Linked DNA regions of Hordeum vulgare: region 2 is linked to region 1. The links are chromatin contacts, called in public Hi-C maps. All regions are on one chromosome and are shown on one strand. The core of a region is the stretch at or near the end of the contact, and the rest is flanking DNA. Distances in the headings are between cores, read along the strand shown.

Region 1 (6,891 bases), core at 3,073-5,572:
CACCTTCTTTAAAGAAAATCACAAAAAAGTTGTTCATTTCCAATTTCGACTGATGTACCAGGCACAAAAAAGTTATTCATTTCCAATTTCGACTGATGTACCAGGCACATCCAGGCGCCGGGAAAGAAGAGCGCAAGTCGCTGTGGAGGCTGATCGACGCGCGGAAGCTATCGGCGGAGGCGGCGGCGCACGCCGTCCAGAACGACCGGCTGCCCGTGCGCTCCGTGATGCAGGTGCTCTTCTCGGAGCACGGCAAGCTCAACCGCCTGGCCGACCTGGGCGCCTCCTTCAGCGGCGCCAGGGCCACCTGCAGCCCGGCGGCGCTGGACCTCCACTCCGGCAGCGGCCGCTGCCCCTCCAAGCGCGAGGCCCTGGCGCAGCACCAGGAGATGCGCCGCCTGCGCGAGGACGTCGCCAGGCTGCAGGTTCGTCCATTAGACATTTTCCGACTCCGATGACAGCTCTTGTCAGTGCTCACGGTGCTTGCGGTGACATGTCTGGGCTGCAGGTGCAGTGCAGCGCGCTGCAGGAGCAGGTGGAGAGGCTGGGCTCGGAGAGGAGGCGGCGCGGCGGCGGCGGCGGGTTCAAGTGGAGCACGCTCTGGTTCGGTGGCGGCGACGGCGGCATGGGCGGCGACGTCGCGAGGATCGAGGACTCGGAGAGCGGCATGGAGCGGCGGACGCCGGCGAGCGGGAAGAAGGGCAGGGCCAGCGTGGCCACGGCGACGCCCACGCCGACGCGGCGGACCCCCAAGTGGCGCAAGTCCATGTCGTGAGAGGAATCTGAAGCCGGCGGTTGCCCTCGTGTTTACAAAGCTTTTCTCCTCACTTAGTCTCTGTTTCTCCTTTGGTCACATATAATTATCACAGTTTCTAATTTGGTTTCTCCTTACGTTTGTGTTGCTGAATATCAAGAACGAAATGCTCAATGAAGGTTAGGGGTTTAATTCTGCAAGGGTGATTACTGACTAGAAGTGTTTCCAAGATTACTGACAGAGTTCTTCAAACTACTGTAAACCTCACTCACACATGCATAATTTAAGAATTTGGTTCTATCTTTTTTTCACAGATCAACAAATAGTTGTACACACACACACACACACACACACCAATGTGATCACATAAGGGTGATCACTAAAGTAACCACAAATGTTTTACAGGCAGAACCTCACACAGTAATCTGCAAGCTATGCATCACTAACTTACTCAGCTACAGGAACAAATAATAGCACTTCAGATAAATGTAACAAACACCACATGGAAAAGAATAAACACAGGGCTGAGATTGCCTCATTTGTGTACCGCTTTCTTGATCGCCTGCTTGCATTTGCTGAGGAACTTACTGCTGCTCGTCGACACCGAATCCTCATAGCCGTATCTGCGATCGTCGTCGCCAACCACCTTCGGTTTCCTGCCTGCACAGTCTGAGCCTCTCCTCATTCCCAGGATCTTGGAAGGAGAGGATGGCAGGGACCGGAAACCCCTACCGCTATCGGACCTTGGGAACCAGATCTTCCTTTCCACTTTCTCCTCCTTGATGTCAAAGCTACCCCTGCATCTTGGTGTGCCATGGTAAGTAGCAGCACTCTCACCACCGACGTCAATGATCTCGTCGACACATTCAGTGATCTCGTCAACACGTTCAGTTATCTCATTCCTGCAGCTCTGGTCATCATCACCTCTGCTTTGAATTTCCTGTTCATCATCTGAACCGTCCTCCTCAGCAGCATTGTGGTCTTCCGAAGAACGGCATGCCGCTTTATTTCCTCCTTGTTGGTCCTCCATGAGCATATGGAGCCACTTATCAACATTGCCCTTGCCTCTGTAGTTCATGTTTTCATTGTCTTCTGCTCTGGCAACACGTCGAGGATGAAGCATTTCATCATCCTTCTGCACTGGTAGCGACTGCTCTGTGGGATACCTCGGCATTCCGTAAACACCGGTCGCTCTATACGGGGGACTTGGTGGAACCGAGGGGGTCCTTGGAAACGAGACTGTCTGGCTTGCATGGTGAGACCTTTCAGTCTCGGACTCGAGCATGGCTGCCTTGCCCTTATCACCTCTTGATTTGATAGGTGTACCTCTTGCTGACATGGTTTCCTTTCTTTCCCTTCCCCTGCTACGATGCCGCCGCTCTCTGATCGCCGATTGTTCTAGCTTCTCCCTTACTGACGCTCTTCCTCTGTCAGTGTAACTTCTGTTTTCATCAGTGGAGATGGACCTTCTTGGGAAGCTTATCACTTTGGAAGGTTGCTCAGTGTTGACATAACTCATTGTTGAAGTCCCTTCTCCAATTTCTTCCCCCTCCATGGAAATGTATGCATCTGAAGTCCTCTGAGCCTCCTCCAGGAAAACCCTCAGCTCCTGTTTCAGAGGGCTGCTCCTCGATACTCTTTCTGGCAAGTACCTGAAACTCTCACAGTGCCTTTCCTCTGGGATTTCATCATCGACCCGGTACCTCTTCCTTGCCTGATCTATGAAAGGCTTCACTTGCCTCTCCAGATCATCCCTGTGCTGGTACTTCTTGCGGAGCTCGGTTTCAGATGAGTCACACATTGCTCTCTGGGCCTCCAGTCTCGCCATCAGAGTACTAGTTGCAGCTTGGTTCAGCCTGAGTTGTTCCTTGTACACAACACTCCTGCATTTTGCATCACAATTGAAAATTAGCACCAGTTAATCAAGATTCTTCAAAGAAACTATCGGCTCTTCGTTTTATAGGATCATCCTTACTGGTGCATGGCGTCTCTGATCATCTTCTCGAGCACTGTCTTGTAGTTGGCCTGGGCGTCTGCCAAGCGACGGCACTTCTCCACTCGCCGACGCCTCTTGATCAGCTGAGCCTCCAGGTCCTGGATGGCCACCCTTTCATCCTCATTTTTCTGCTGCATCTCGGTCAACTCGTTCTCCAGTTCAGTGAGCTCAGCTTGCTTCTTCTTCGCCTCTTCTCTTTGCCTCAGCGAGTCCCTAGCCATGGCTATGGATAAGTAAGGATTGCTGATGTAGCCGTCAACATCTGGATTGTTGTTCTCCTTCATCATCGAATTACCACCATGGCCGCCGTGGGCTGCCAAGTTCTCGTCCTTTTCGCCGGAGAACTTCTTTGCGGCTACAAGAAAAGCAGTCCCTCAATCATCCATAGCTGATATGCAGATGTGGCGAAAACGAGGAAATTAATGCAAGAAATTCTCTGACAACCGCATACCGATCAGGGGGTAATTGGACCTCACTGGTCTGTTTGCGTCAATGGATCTGAGCACCGAGTTGTCCGAGCCCCTGGCGGATACGATGGCGGCAGGCGCGAGGCCCACCTTCTTCTTCATCTCGGCGAAATGGTGCGGGAACGCGTGCGCCTCCACCGCCTGCAGCGAGCTCAGCTCCTCGCTGGCCCCGTCGGCGAAGAGGAACGCGAATGCTCTGTTCCTGAAGTCGGCGTTCTTGGATGCGAAGATGGAGAGGAAGTGGTTGACGGAGATGCCGAGCTGCAGATCCCACCACGGGACGAGGAACTCCAGCTTGTTGTGCTTCCTCCTGGACGCCTGCAGCTGCATGATCCGCAGGTTGCTCGGCACCGTCCTCCCTCCCCCTGCAGGTCGATGAAGACCCAGCGTCAGAATTCATCATTTCAGAAGACAGAGCAGACACCTCCGTCCCGGAGGAACAGGTAAGTGAGTTGTTCTTACTGGCGCAGGGAAACCAGTGGTGGACGTCCCAGGCGAGGGGCGAGGCCGCGTCGGCGTGGAGGTAGAGCACGTTCCCGTAGGCGTCGACCCGGAAGAGCGCCGGGTCGAAGCCGGCGTTGCCGAGGTGGTCGAGCTGCTTCCAGAGCAGGTTGGCGAAGCCGCGCGGGTTGGCGGTGGGCGTCGCCTCCGCGTCCACCACCGGGAACATCTCGTTGAGCTCCTTGGCCCGCAGCGCCTGCACGGATCAGATCGGATCACGAAGCGGCACGGAGGCGGGGGAAGGAGCGAAGGGCGGGCGGATCCGCGGGAGAAAAGGCAGGTAGAAGGTACCTCGTGGGGCTGGAGGACGTAGGGGAGGAAGGCGCCGGGCGGGCCGTGGGCGTAGGGGAGGCCGAGTGCGCCCGCGCCGGAGCCGGCGCGGCAGAGCCTGGCGTAGGCCTTGGGGTAGCCCAGCGCGTCGTCCACCGCCCTCTCCTCCTCCGTGAACGCCGCCATCGATCCGCGAACGCCGCCGGCGAACCTTGTACCGCTGTTGTCTACGGAGCAGTGTTGACTGCTGTGTCGGGAATCGGGATCAGGTGTCTGCTGATGATGACTGAGGCGAGTGCGGAGGCTGCGGCTCGGTGAAATACAGCTGATTTTTTTTGGTTTGTTCCGGAGGAGCGCTTGCCTGCGAGTCTCTCGGCGCAACGGTCGACACGGATGGGGACGTGGAGGCCGGAGGGAGGGAGAGAGCCGTTGGGGTTGGGGCTGGTTCAAACGCGGCACGTGAGGGGCACGTGGGGGCCGGGCGAGTGAGGCTGGCTTGTGGGGCCGGGGCGACGGCGGGACGCCGTTTCTTCGTCCGATCTGGGGGCGAGCTGAGTACAACCGGCGTACTGTAGTAAGTATACGTATTGTAGCGTACGAGATTGTATACATGTAGTATTATTTCTTCCTTATTTATGGCGGTGATTAATTACGGATGGATGTGGGGAAGATAATGCTTTGATGAGTTGGCATTGATGGATTGATCCGTGCGTGTCAGAAGGACACAGCATGCAGAGCGAGGGGCCGCGGAGTTTTATTTAGTAGGAGGACGGCAGCCGGTCCACACAGCATGCTCAGCTGGATTTGTTTCTGTCGGCCGGTTTGAAATCCGTGGTGACTGGTGAGCACGAGCCCAACACGACGCCACCAACTCGGCACGCTAGGAGCTCAAACTTTAAGCCTCAAAGTCCAGCTCTATTCCCCTATTATTTAGGGAGGATTAGTTGTCATGTTTGGTTAGGTTAATCCGATGACATTTTATTCATCCATATAAACAAGGTGATGGTGGAATAAAAAGCTTGGAGAGGATTGTCTAAATAAAACCAGCTCGCACACGCGCATGCCTATCGCGCCGTGCCCAAAATGGCGTCAAGGCTGAAGTTGGTTGGACTGTGGCGGCAACACGCTCTCCGTGCAAATGTTTTCTGATCCTTATTCAAACCCTTTCTAAAATTGTGAATAATTTTTAAAAACACAAAGACTTTTCTAAAACGTGAATTTTTCTTGAAATTCCAAATATTCTTGAAGAAGCAAACATTTTTTGCAATCTGTGATTTTCTTTACAAAGGAAAAGATAACAAAAAATGATTCAAGAACCATCTAATTACCAGAACTGGTAAAAACAAGACAAAAACGCTTCAAAAGGCTCAAAAATCAGGGACCAATGTAACCTGGAGTATATGGGTCGGCCAACCTGTCCATTCCACTATGTTAAAACCATGACTATGAGTCTATGACCATCCAATATGAAAGTTGCTTTATGTCCAAGCCCCCTCCCCCATTGGTCCGGCGAAGCTATAATGCCACGCCTAACACGGACTCTACCTCATAGATGGTTCAACCCAATATGTGTTCCTGCTAAGAGCATCTCCAGCTGCGCCCCCAACAAGCCCCTTCTAGGCAATTTTTTGTCGCCGACGGAGAAATAACGGCCCAGTCGCGTCCCCATGAGCCCCATTTTCGCCCGTTAAATCCAAAATTGGCCCCGGTGGTCCCAGGCCGAACCCAACGCTCCCTGCGGGGGGGGGGGGGGGAGGGGGGCTGGAGCGTCGACGCTATTATTTGCATGCAACAAGCCCTAGAGGCAATAATAAATTGATTATTATTATATTTCCTTGGTTATGATAATCGTTTATTATCCATGCTATAATTATATTGATTGGAAACTAAAATACATGTGTGGATACATAGACAAAACACTGTCCCTAGTAAGCCTCTAGTTGACTAGCTCGTTGATCAAAGATGGTTAAGGTTTCCTAGCCATAGACAAGTGTTGTCACTTGATAACGGGATCACATCATTAGGAGAATGACGTGATGGACAAGACCCAAACTATAAACGTAGCATATGATCGTGTCAGTTTATTGCTACTGTTTTCTGCATGTCAATGTATCTGTTCGTATGACCATGAGATCATGCAACTCCCGGACACCGGAGGAATACCTTGTGTGTATCAAACATCGCAACGTAACTGGATGACTATAAATGTGCTCTACAGGTATCTCCAAAGGTGTCTGTTGGGTTGTCATGGATCAAGACTGGGATTTGTCACTCCGTGTGACGGAGAGATATCTCAGGGCCCACTTGGTCATACAACATCACAACAAGTCTTGCAAGCAATGTGACTAAGGAGTTGGTTACGGGGTCTTGTATTACGGAACGAGTAAAGTGACTTGCCGGTAACGAGATTGAACTAGGTATGGAGATACCGACGATCGAATCTCGGGCAAGTAACATACCGAAGGATAAAGGAAACAACATACGAGATTAACTGAATCCTTGACATAGAGGTTCAACCGATAGAGATCTTTGTAGAATATGTAGGAGCCAATATGGACATCCAGGTCCCGCTGTTGGTTATTGACCGGGGAGTGTCTCAGGTCATGTCTGCATAGTTCTCGAACCCGCAGGGTTTGCACACTTAAGGTTCGATGACGTTTCGGTATAGTTGAGTTATAGATGCTGGTAACCGAAAGTTGTTCGGAGTCCCGGATGAGATCCTGGACATCACGAGGAGCTCCGGAATGGTCCGAAGTTTAATATTGATATATAGGAAGTCCTGTTTTGGTCACTGGAAAAGTTTTGGACTCATCGGTAGTGTACCGGGAGTGCTGGGAGGGTACCGGGACCATCGGGAGGGGTGTCACGCCTCGAGGGGCCTTATGGGCTGTGGGAGGATACAA
Region 2 (6,002 bases), core at 3,331-5,830, 410 kb before region 1:
CGACTTCACTCAACACTATCCAGACTTCCAGCTCGAGGACGAGTTGTTTGCGCAGGCGGGGAGAGATGTTATGGCCGGTACTACGTACCAACGGAGGAGGCCCAATGGGCAGGGTTAGTTACGGGCTTAGCCCAAGTTATCTTAGCTATCTTAGAGTCCAAGTTATATTAGAGTCTAAGTTATCTTAGATATCTTAGAGTCCAAGTTATTGAGATTATATAAACAGGTGTAAACAGCTATTTTGAGATCAAGCAATAAGACTATTCTATTGCCCGGCTCCCAGAGGAGCCGGAACCCTAGCCGCCGCATCCTCTACTCACCGCCGCCTCCTCCCTGCGCCAAGACAGCACCGTCGCGCCGGCTACGGCGACCTCACCTCCTCCAACCCCCCTCCTATCCGTATAATCTGAGGTAGAGGCCTGGTAGAGCCCCTAGCTCCTACCAGCTACCTTACCTTGCACATGATATGCAAGTCTGCTACCCTATCTTGTGCTCTTCTGTGAAAAACATGAGTGCAATACAACAACACCAATAACAAAAGGAGAGATGCAGGATTGAGAGCATACTAGCAATCAAGAATATAAAATTGTCCTGAGATAAAACTGCCCTGAACTGGAACTGACAGAGCAAAATCTGAAGCACGTCGGCCACAAAAAAGGTTGGTTCTTCATGGACTTGACACAAGATTGGCTAGAGGTAAACTGAAAACAAGACCTAATACTACTAACAGTGTACTCCCTCTGTACCTAAATATTTGTTGTTGGGGAAAACTAATAAAAGTTTCCCCAGCCACAAGTATTGTAGTACAGAGGGAGTAAAATCAGAACACGTTTCACATATTTGCCTACTCTGTAAAACCCCAAACACAAACTGTCTGTCCAAACTCCCAAGACGAGCACCATTATTTGATGAACAATGTTCCCATGGTTTTGCTCCCCACTCAATTGAAATCCTTCGAACAGGGCAAAACAACCAGTGTAAGGAACTTCAGACGAGCACTCTAAAATTACAATGCTCTGCCTCCTATCCATGTCAGTTTGGTGTTTAGATTGGAGATGAGAGTGAGAAAAGATAGTAACACCCTGGTACCCTACCTTCCACATGTATGATTTGCTTCTGCAAAGACACAAGACACAACGACACCAATAATAAAAGAAGAGATACATCAAGAGCAGACCATCTCTACTTAGCAGTTACCAGCAATCGAGGCTATACAATAGGAAACAGCTGAGAAAATATCCAAGATGAGCGCGGGGAGAAGAAAGAAGCGTCGATGCAGCACACGAAAATCAAGGGACCAGACTCTTCCTTTACATGGTTTCATGATAATCACACGATGCAACCACCCAAGTTAAAACTGTCCTGAACTGGAACGGAGTCTCAGGATCAAATGGACAAGATGGAAAGGGCAGAAGCCAAATCTGAAGCAAATCCACCCCAAAAGATTGATTCGTCAATGGATATTACACAAGAAGGCCCGCTATATCATAACTGAAAACAAACACTCATACTAGTAAGTAGTAACAATGTAACATTGTAAGATCAAAATATGTTCCACATATTCACTTACTCTGTAAAACTCCAAACACAAACTCTTTGTTCCAGTTCCTCACAAAAAGAAAAAACTATGATCCAATAATAGGTAAGCAGATCTTGATTTGCTACATGTTCTATATTTAAGCAGATAAATGCCAAACTGTTGTCATGTAATGCATATACTGAAGTGACTGTAAACAGCAGAAGCAACAGGCCATGAATTCATGTACAACTGTAAAAGGTTCAGTAAAAGGTTCAGAAGTTTCCTTACGTGTTATTTTGAATTGTTTCTCAGGGACAACAAAGTCGATTCACCACTGAATATTACATACATAAGCTAAGGGCAAGAAAGCTGCTTCCTGGAGTGTAAATAATGCAAATAAGAAACTGTTCATTTTCTCTGAATTTACATAGGACTGAACAAACTGACATTATTATCTATCCTCCACAAACTGATACTGTAATTATCACCAACCTTAATGATGACGTGTATGTCCCCAACATGAATTTTATGCACCATTAACAGTGTGCAAGGGTAACCGAGGATCTATGCTGTGACAAGACACTGTACAGCAAAGAAGTTTGGCTCCTGCTTGATGCGCTACATTTCTGATTCAAATCCAATGTTCCAAAACCCTTCGGGTGTCAATGGAGGGGCATATCTGTATCTGTGTCTAGACACACCATCATGATGCTCGCACCTCATACTTGTAGCACCATCACCATTTACACGGCCATCAGGAAGCACAGCATCATAGAACTTCTTGCACTGCTTGCATTCAACACCTTTCAGATTCGCCCGATCAGCTTTCTTTCTTACAGGTTCTGTATATTTGAAATCTTTATTCGGTGGCTGGATTGAAATCGAGCTTCGCTGCTTGGGAACTGGTATGCTGTTGAGGCCCTGAGGGACAATATTGATGTCTTGAGTCTCATCATCTGAGTTATTGAAGTCCATATCTTGGGGAGGAGGGGCAGCAAGAGCTAGTGCCTCTTCTCTGGTTGTAGGGTTCCTGACCGTATTTCTTGCAGCCTCTAGAGGAGTATCAAGAAAATCATCATGTGGATCAACAACACCTGGTTCCGTACGCACACGAGTTTCCCTCCAGTGTACACTTGGGCGGGTGAAACTAGATGATGCATCTGCCTTTGAAGTGCTAGCAGCATTCTTGTGCCGAGGGTTAGTTGCATGAGGTGGTAGACAAAGGCGCGAGGTACTGAACACGCTCCTGACAGAGGTACCATTTTGGGCCTTCACACATGAACTAGGTGAATTCTTTTGGTCTTCAGTCTTAGAAACTACCTGAATGCTCTCATTTTTCGTGTCTTGTAAATCTGGAAATCAAAGTGAGGTGTTAATACAGTATCCAACCAGTAACTCCTACATATTTAAGACACATGCATCTTAGGTCATAGGATTGACAGAAAAGACAAACTGATATTTATCAGGATATAATGCACCATTGATCATATTTGCACAAAAAGTACAGACCCTTATATGTGATTCTTAAAGTATAGTGGTAAATCAGAAACAAAAGTGTGATACTGGATTAAGAAAACTTAAGTAGCTCATGTGCTAGGATTGACAGAAAAGAGATGCTATCAAATTGACATTCGTCAGAATATAATGCATCATTAATCATATTTGCACAAAAAAATACAGATCCTTATATGTTTCTTAAATTTTAGCAGTAATACCGGAACAATACCGTGATTAAGAAAACTTAAGTAGCTCTACGAATTTGGGAAGTCATGGGGATGTACCTGTAAACTTTCTCTTACTTGGAGGACTTCCACAGGACTTCCGATTCACAGGGGACTTGGAGCCTTCACTCGGGTCAATCTTGGAGCCTTCATTCTGGTCAATCTTGGAGCCTTCCATCTCCGCGATCTTTCCTAGAAGATAGTTGTGCTCAGACTTGAGATGCTTGTATTGTGTCGTCGCATGATTGAATTTATTCTGCTCAAGAAGAAGATCCTTATCCTTCAACTCCAACTGATGTAGCAGCTGCTGATGGGCCTCCCTCTCACTTGAATTCTCAGCAGCCCTCTCCCCAATCTCTCTTTTGAGCCGACGAATCACCTCATCTTTCTCCATTTCCTCCTCCAATCTCCCCCTCTCCCTGGATATCTCAGCAGCCTTCACCTCAATCTCCCTTTCGAGCCGGTGGATCACCTCATCTTTCTTCATTTCCTCCTCCAATCTCCCCCTCACCCTTGATATCTCAGAATCCTTCTCCTCAATCTCCCTTTGGAGCCGACGAATCACCTCATCTTTCTTCATTTCCTCCTCCAATCTCCCCCTCACCCTTGATATCTCAGCATCCTTCTCCCCGATCTCCCTTTCGAGCCGGTGGACCACCTCATCTTTCTTCATTTCCTCATCCAATCTCCCCAGAAGCTGCTTCTTCTCAGCATCGTGCTCCGCAGCCAACCGCTCGGCGTTGAGGAGCATCCCTCGCATCTCCTCGAGAGAGCTCTCCAGCTGCAGCAGCCTATCCTCCGCACGCCGCTTGCCGCGACTGAGCTCCTCCAGCTGGCTCAGCAGGCCGGCCTCCTTCTGCCCCCACTCATCCTCGGCCTCCCTCGTGGCAATGGAATCGGCCAGCCGCGCGTGGAGGAGCTTTGACTTGGCCTGGAAGTGCGGGAAGATCTGGCTGCAGAAGATGAACTCCATCTGGGAGACCCGGTCCTTCACCTCCTGGATGGTGGCCACCAGGATGGTGCTCATCCCGGTGATGTACTTGAAATCGTCCGCCGCCGCGTCGGCGCCGCAATCGGCGGCCGAGAAGCCCACCGCCTTGCCCTCCATTTCGGCAACCAGGGGCGGATCTAGATGGTGCGCCGGGTGGGGACCCGAATTCGTGGAAGCTAGGAGTGCGGCGGAGGGCCAAGGCGACAGAGGGAGAGGAGGGGGGGCACCGCCGTCAGGAGGGCCGGCGAGGAGAGCGAACTGGGGTTAGGGTTGGTGGTGTGGAGGGGATGAGATGGGAGGGATTTGGGGATCTCCAAATTTAGAGCGCGCTCTTTCAAAACTACTCGTATTGTTTCCGGCGCTCTGCCTCCGATTTTGGAATGTGGCCGAGGCTGGCGCTAGGCCCCATCCGGATGTAGTTAGCAAAAATACAGCAGCCTCGTCAGCCGTTGGATGCACGCAATCTTTATCGTCCGTTCACTTCCCACAACCTATGGCTCGATGGTCGCCCGCCAGCAGCGCTTGACACCACCGGCCGTCACAATAGCTCCTCTTGCAGCATTGACAGTGGTGGCGCAGTCGAGCACCGATTTGCATCATGATCTTCATGGTAGCACGGTCTTGTCGTTGCAACACCTGCTTGCGGCATAATGGTCGTCGCAGCACGGGCTCAAGTCATGGTGGCCATGGCAGCACGGCAGAGCCGTTGTAACACTAGCTTGTAGCATGATGATCGTCGCAACACGGGCTCATAGCATGCTCACATAGCAGCACGACAGCGACGCCATCACAGCACCGGTCTACAGCATGATGGTTGTCACAACAACACATCACAACATGATCGCCATGGTAGCACGGTCGCACCGGCGCAGCTCCTGACGCTCCCTTCGCTCAATCTCTTTCAACTGCGATGAAAGGATCGATATGGTTGACTAGAGGGGGTGAATAGACAACGACCACTTTTTAATTAATCTTAGCAAGTTAAGGTAAACAACATACGGGTTCACAAATATTACGACAATGAGGTGAACCCTAATGGAGCTAACAACGAGAGCTATTAAGACAAGTAAGATATAGTTAACAACATAAGCATGCACAAAGTAAAGGTTAGAGATAACCACAAGTGGAACCGATGGAGACGAGGATGTGTTACCGAAGTTCCTTCCCTTTGACAGGAAGTACGTCTCCGTTGGACCGGTGTGGAGGCACAGTGCTCCTCAATAAGCCACTAAGGCCACCGTATTCTCCTCACGCCCTCGCACGATGCAAGGTACCATGATTCCACTATAGGTGCCCTTGAAGGCGGCGACCGAACCTTTACAAACAAGGTTGGGGCAAACTCCACACAAAGCTTGGAGGCTCCCAACTAGACCACGAAGCTTCACCATAATGAAATATGGCTTCGAGGCGACCTCAACCGTCTAGGATGCTCAAACACCCAAGAGTAACAAGATCCGTAAGGATTGGTGGGGGAATCAACTTTTCTCTTGGTGGAAGTGTGGATCTAGGCCTTCTCAACCAATCCCTAAAGAATCAACAAGTTTGATTGGCTAGGGAGAGAGATCGGGCACTTTTGAGCTTGGGGCGCAACAATGGAGCTTAGGAAGGTAAGAGATGAGGTTCCACGGCTAGAAGAACCCTTTATATAATGGGGGGAAAAATCAGACCGTTTTCCCACTCTCTGCCCGAGCTCCAGTGGTACTACCGCTGGCTGCAGCGGTACTACCGCTCGCACTCCAGCGGTACTACCGCTGACCAGGGGCGGTACTAC

Evidence for each region. A called contact is a pair of places that touch in the nucleus more often than the background predicts.
Region 2: a Hi-C map of seedling shows a contact between it and region 1, with 5 times the contacts expected there. The contact joins the promoter of LOC123443014 here to the promoter of LOC123443012 in region 1. A contact is called at or near these places in 1 of 6 Hi-C or Micro-C datasets (seedling) and 1 of 1 datasets of contacts at active chromatin or transcription factors (embryo).

Annotation. Positions count from the first base shown.
Region 1 is chr3H:71,797,701-71,804,591 of MorexV3_pseudomolecules_assembly, reverse strand. LOC123443012 reads right to left here and starts at 4,322. Exons shown (of 5, transcript XM_045119223.1): 1 at 4,010-4,322; 2 at 3,680-3,914; 3 at 3,202-3,582; 4 at 2,730-3,105; 5 at 1,037-2,637. The coding sequence starts at 4,174. The coding sequence ends at 1,290. It overlaps LOC123443013 (coleoptile phototropism protein 1), which reads left to right. Exons shown (of 3, transcript XM_045119224.1): 2 at 105-425; 3 at 509-954. The coding sequence ends at 775.
Region 2 is chr3H:72,212,356-72,218,357 of MorexV3_pseudomolecules_assembly, reverse strand. LOC123443014 (protein gamma response 1) reads right to left here and starts at 4,580. Exons shown (of 3, transcript XR_006630548.1): 1 at 3,301-4,580; 2 at 2,012-2,871; 3 at 1,779-1,895.